Linked DNA regions of Ovis aries: region 1 is linked to region 2. Evidence: chromatin contacts called from public Hi-C data. All regions are on one chromosome and are shown on one strand. The core of a region is the stretch at or near the end of the contact, and the rest is flanking DNA. Distances in the headings are between cores, read along the strand shown.

What was found. Hi-C and Micro-C count contacts between places; a contact is called where the count stands out from the background.
Region 1: a contact with region 2 is called in a Hi-C map of hypothalamus, with 2.3 times the contacts expected there. The contact joins the enhancer-like site here to the promoter of KDM7A in region 2. A contact is called at or near these places in 2 of 16 Hi-C or Micro-C datasets (blood and hypothalamus).

The regions. Positions count from the first base shown.
Region 1 is chr4:105,075,055-105,077,754 of ARS-UI_Ramb_v3.0, reverse strand. No RefSeq gene overlaps it. Among named protein-coding and RNA genes, the nearest start is that of KDM7A, 47 kb to the right of the region's middle. Within about 2 kb of position 1,259, at least 19 of the 54 cell types and tissues checked have an H3K27ac peak or open chromatin away from gene starts, as enhancers often do.
Region 2 is chr4:105,028,508-105,031,207 of ARS-UI_Ramb_v3.0, reverse strand. It overlaps KDM7A (lysine demethylase 7A), which reads left to right and starts at 1,413. Exons shown (of 17, transcript XM_060414895.1): 1 at 1,413-1,658. The coding sequence starts at 1,465. LOC105609820 (a long non-coding RNA gene) reads right to left here and starts at 1,193. Exons shown (of 2, transcript XR_001434620.4): 1 at 708-1,193.

The DNA.
Region 1 (2,700 bases), core at 10-2,509, 47 kb before region 2:
CTGACTGCGGCTGGGATGAGGAGAGACGGCTCCTCTGAGGTTCACCGCCGAGAACCACTCAGGGCCGCTTGCGCCTTCGCCGCCCCCGGGTCCCCATCGACCCCTGGGAGCGCGCCTCTCCGCGCGCTCAGTCTGTCCCGGCTCACAATTCTAATCCTAGCCCAGCCATCTCCAGTCTCTGCTCAAATCGCCCCCTTTGGGAAAGGCTTCCCAGGTAAACTCAGCCACACCGGCCCCTTGGAAGACGTCTTTCTGGTCCTCTACTCGGAGGCGGAGCGTCACTCTCGGCGCCACGCGAGCTGTGCCTTTGTCACTTTCTCAGGCCCGCACCCGGCGGCGTTAAAACGCTTAGGCTTCTTCCTGACGCTTCCCCTTCCCGGAGAAGTGAAGAATGCTGGGGCGTAAATGCCCTGGGCCCCAGTGCACAACCGAATGAAGTGGAACATTTCTTTCAACACTTACAGAAACTGTTTTCTCTCGGCAGGAATAGCATCTCCAGCTCCTCAGAGCAAGCTTATTTTAACATCGCCTAGCTAGAAAACACGGGTGAGCTGGGGGCGCTTTCTAGCGGCTTCCCTTCTCCCGCCCCGCCCCCCACGCACTTCCCATCAGCCTGCATTGTTCCCCGAGCGGCGAACCCCGCAGCCCGGCCGGCGCGCCAGGGCAGCCCCCTCGCCCGGCATCAGCGGCTGCGGTTCAGGACACCCCTGAGCTAGCGGCGCGGAGGGCTTGGCGGGGGCGCGGGCGGGGCCAGCGCTGCCAATCACCGCGCGGCGCACGTGCGGCACGTCTGCGCATCCGGCCCCCGCCCGGCGCCGGCTCGGCTGGGGGTGCGGGGGTGGCGGTGGCTAGGGGTGCGCCCCCGGGTGACGTGCGCGGGTCTGGGGATGCGAGCGCTCGGGGGCCGGGGCTGCGTCGTGCTCTCGGGGATGGGAGCGTGCGGGGCGGAGGGTTTATCAGGGGTCTGGAAGGTGCCGGCAGGAGTGGCAGGGATGGGGTGTGAAGGCGCTGAGGGCGGGGGTGGTGAAAGGGGAAGCTTCTGAGTTTGGGGGGGCGGGGGAGTACGGGCACGCCAAATGAGTCTATCGGGGCACCCTGGGGCTCACATGAGGGTCCTCCGCCGCTCGCCCCCCCCCCCCCCCCCCCAACTCCCCGCGCCGCCGCTCGACCTCCCCCCTCCCCCAGCTGTAATATACAAGGGAGCTCCGGGAAACTGCCCGACGGCCTCAGCCTGCCTGTCGCTAGAATCTGGGCCACAGATAGGTGGAGAAGGGTGTGATGGCCCGCGCATCTTTCTGGCGGTAGCTTAGCCAACGGCCGGAGGGCGGGGAGGCGGGGCTGCAAATGCTGGATCCAAGGCAGGAGAAGGCAGATCTTTTTTTAGGTGCCTCCTTCACCATCGGACTCATACCCCAATCCCGGTCTAAAAAGGAGTGTTTTACTTCTGGCTGTGACTTTTAAACACAGAAGCATAGTCTATATAAGCCAGAGGACGGGAGCCCAGGAATCAGAGCTGTCGGTGTGGACTTGACCGCGGGCAGAAAGGAAGACGGGGCACTGCCTTCAGGCCCACTCTGCGATGGGGCTTTCTGGCTGCAGGGAACTTAGGAAGGCGAAGGACCAACATCCTCAAACAGCGGCATCTTCATTCTCGGGTGTCCTCTTTGGGTCCCAGGGAAGTCTGAATTGGATGCGAGAGGCAACTGGTTGGATGGAGCTGTACCTCGCTGTGAGGCCCCTGAGGTGTATTGCTGTTTACCGTCCTTGTAAGACTAACAGCTTCCGGGAGAGGAACTCCCTTTGAAGTGGGGGCCGCATTTCGGCTCTTCTGACTTCGCGTTGTCTCCTTTGATGTGGGGTGACGCCAGGCTTAGCAGAGACTGGCTACTGGGATCAAGAGATCAAACAGCGCTCCAAGTTCACCTCCACCGGGACAGACGTCTTGAGGGGCCGGTTGACATACTCTGGAAAGGATCTCACATTTTCCCCTTTCTCGTTGGTTTTTAACTAAAGCAGTGCATATATTTCAAATGTTTCGTTCAGTTCTCTATGTCTGTGAAATGGAAAGTCTTGGGCTAAAGTGCTCTACCTACATGGCTTCATTTAATCCTCATAACAAAGCTATTACATGGGTCTTATCCTCTCTTTGTAGAGAGAACTTGAAGGTCTAGGGCCAGGCAGCTGTGGGAATGAGCCCTCCTTCCTGAGCACCTCCTCACTAAAAGTTAATTGGGTGAATCAAACGAATCAAGCCTTACAAAACACAACAGTGCCTGGACCACAGTCTGCCCATGATGAAAGGTTAGCTGTTCTTTTCATCACTGTTATTACTACAAAGAAGAAGCATAAGGCTTCCCTCTGTTGCGTTGGCAAGTTCTAAAGGAATTGTAGGCAGCAGACCTGGTGAATTATTTTATTTATTAAACTCTTTCTGAGGGGGGCTGTGTAGCATGTGGGGTCTTAGTTCCCTGACGGGAAACTGAACCCACACCCCCCAGCACTGGAAATGCAGAGTCCCAGCCAGGGGACCACCAGCGAAGTCCCTTTGTTTTTTAAACTTTTTATTTTGTATTGGTGTATAGCCAATCGTGGTAGTTTGATGTGAACTGCAACGGGATTCAGCCATACATATATGCGTATCAGTTCTCCCCGAAACCCCCCTCCCATCCAGGCACCACATAACATTGAGTTCCTTGTGCT
Region 2 (2,700 bases), core at 164-2,663:
GTGGTCAACTCTGACTTCCAGGTGTTTCTTTTCATGCAAAATATGAGACAAGCAATGGTGTGGTAGAAAAAGGACTGGAATCAAGAAACTTAAAAACTTTAGTTCAAGCCCAGCTCTGAGACTTTAAGCAAGTTAATTGCTTTCCTCAATTATAAAAAGGTTAGACTAGGTATCAGTGATTCTCTGCCTTGGGCTGAGATGGCAGTTACGGGTTTGTTTTTTTTTTAATCAATGATAGACATGCCTTCGAAATGTAGCTGTGAACATCTGTTCCCATAATTCCTATATATATATATATACACATATATATAATTTTATTGAAGTATAGTTAAATTACAATGTTCCATAATTCTTAACATCCAACTCGCCTAATTATGATACCAAGGCAATCCATTCCTATTGGATGTGTTAGCTGTTTTTATTATCAGTCTCATCATTCAAAATTATTTATTAGTGGCCTATTATCTGCCAAGTCCCGTATTACCGTTTTTCTAGCAGTCCCTTTCCGACGTGTCACTGTCACTTAGAACTTTATTACTGTTTTCCAAACTTGGAACTCATCTAAGTATTCGCATCTAAGTCGTGTTGTTTACAAGCACGCCAGATTCCTCTCCGGTCCTTTCTCCACCCACCACATTTCAAGACTGGTTCCTCTCCGCTCCCAGACATTAAATGAATTCCTCTCGGGAACAACCTCCTTCACCTACCAGTGGCTCCATCAACACTACATTCCTGGCTGGTCGGTGGGAATTCGGGTGGGACGTTTTTGGAAGTTGGAAGCACACTCCTGCCCCTCAACAGGACTTAAGCAGATCGTTGTGCTGTTAACCCTCGGCTCGGACCGGCGGAGGTTAATTGATTTAAGATACTCCAGGGGTCGGGAGATGGCCCCGGCGGGGCTTTAATTTCCTCGGGTCCCGGGTCCATGGCACAGACGTAGCGCGCCGCTTTCCACTGCGCAGGAACTTCCCCGGCCTCCGCGGTCACTCAGAAACGCCGGAGCCGGCCGTTCGCACGCACCCGCAGCCCTCCTCCCGGGGCCGCGCGCCCCGCGCCGCCGCGCGTGTCCTCAGGGAGCCTCTGCTTCCCTCCGCCTCCCTCGTCCCGCGTGCCCTTCAGCGAGTCTCCCTCCGCCCGGTCGACGCGAGCGGAGCGGGCGCGCGCGCCGGGCGGCAGAACGACGTGCGCGACACGCGCGGCCTCGCGCGGAGCGCCGGAAGGAGCCGGGCTCGGTCCCCTGGCGGCGTGCGCGCGCCGCCGCCCGCCGCCCGCCCCCTCCGGGCCCGGCTGCGGCCTCGCGCGCGCGCACTGAGACGCTGCCGCCGCCGCCGCCGCCGCCGCCGCCGCCGCCGCCGCGGCTGCTGCTCCGGCTGCTGCAGGAGGCGGCGCTGGCTGGCGGCTGCGCTCGCTCCAGTCTGCAAGCGGAGCAGCGAGCGAGCGTGTGTGTGTGTGTGTTTTTTAAAGATGGCCGGAGCGGCGGCGGCGGTGGCCGCGGGAGCAGCAGCTGGAGCCGCCGCGGCAGCCGTGTCGGTGGCGGCTCCGGGCAGGGCCTCGGCAGCCCCGCCGCCCCCGCCGGTGTACTGTGTGTGCCGGCAGCCGTACGACGTGAACCGCTTCATGATCGAGTGCGATATCTGCAAGGACTGGTTCCACGGCAGGTAAATAAACCCCCTCCAACCCCGCCGCCGCCGCCGCCGCCGGCCACCGGCCAACCGTCGCCGTCGCCGCGCCGGCCGCTCGCGCCGCCGGCCGCCCGGCCGCCGCGCCGCACCGAGCGCCCACGGGCCCGGGTGCCGAGCCCCCCGGCCCGGGCAGCGGGGCGCGCGGGGCCCCGGGCTCGCCGGGCGCCCGGCGGGCTTAGAGGGGGCTGGTGGGATCGCCCGGCCGGCCGAAGAGTCGCCACAACAAACGGGAACAAAGGGGACCGGCCGAGAAGTTGGCAGGGGGGGTACCGGGGCGAGGGGACGCGGCCGGGGCAGGCGCCAGCGGAGGCGGCGGGCGGAGCGCCGGCCCGGCCCGGCCCGCCGCGCCCGCAGCCCGGCCGCCGCCCCGCCCGGCCGGGGCTCCCGGCCCGGAGTCGCCACCCGGCCGACCGCCCTGCCCGACCGGCCACCGCTCCTTCCTTCCGGGCAGCGAGTGGTCGGCCCCGACCCGGGGGTCTCCAGAAATTGCCCTCCTCGCCTCAGCCGCCCGCCCGCCCGCGGGTCGCGGTCGCGCCCCCTTCCCCGGGCTTTTTATCAAACTTCCTCGGCCGTGGGGCGCTGGGACGGGGGCGTCGGCAGCGCCGGCCCGGCGGGGCTCCAGCGGAGTAAACAGAGCAACAGATGAGGAGGCACTTGCGGGGACTCGAGAGAGATGCCAGTCGGAAGTTCGGGCCGGGGGTCCCGGGCGGGACGGCGGGCGGCTCGGGTCTCGGCCCCCAGCCGCCGGAGCGGCTCAGCCCGTCCCGGCGGGGGTGGAGCGGATGGAGTGGGCAGCGGGGCCCGAAGGGACAGCCTCGCGCCCCCAACCCCCCGCGGCCGCCCCCGCGCCGCGGCTCAAACTTTGTTACAAAGAGTGAAACGTCCCCAATCGCCCGAGGGGACGGCGACCGGGGGCCGGCGACTGGGGGGCCAGCGCCCGGGGCGCCTGGTGCGGGCGAACTTTGGCCGGCTGGTGGGGACTTCGGGGCGGGTGGCGGGGGCGGCGAGCGTCGCCCTC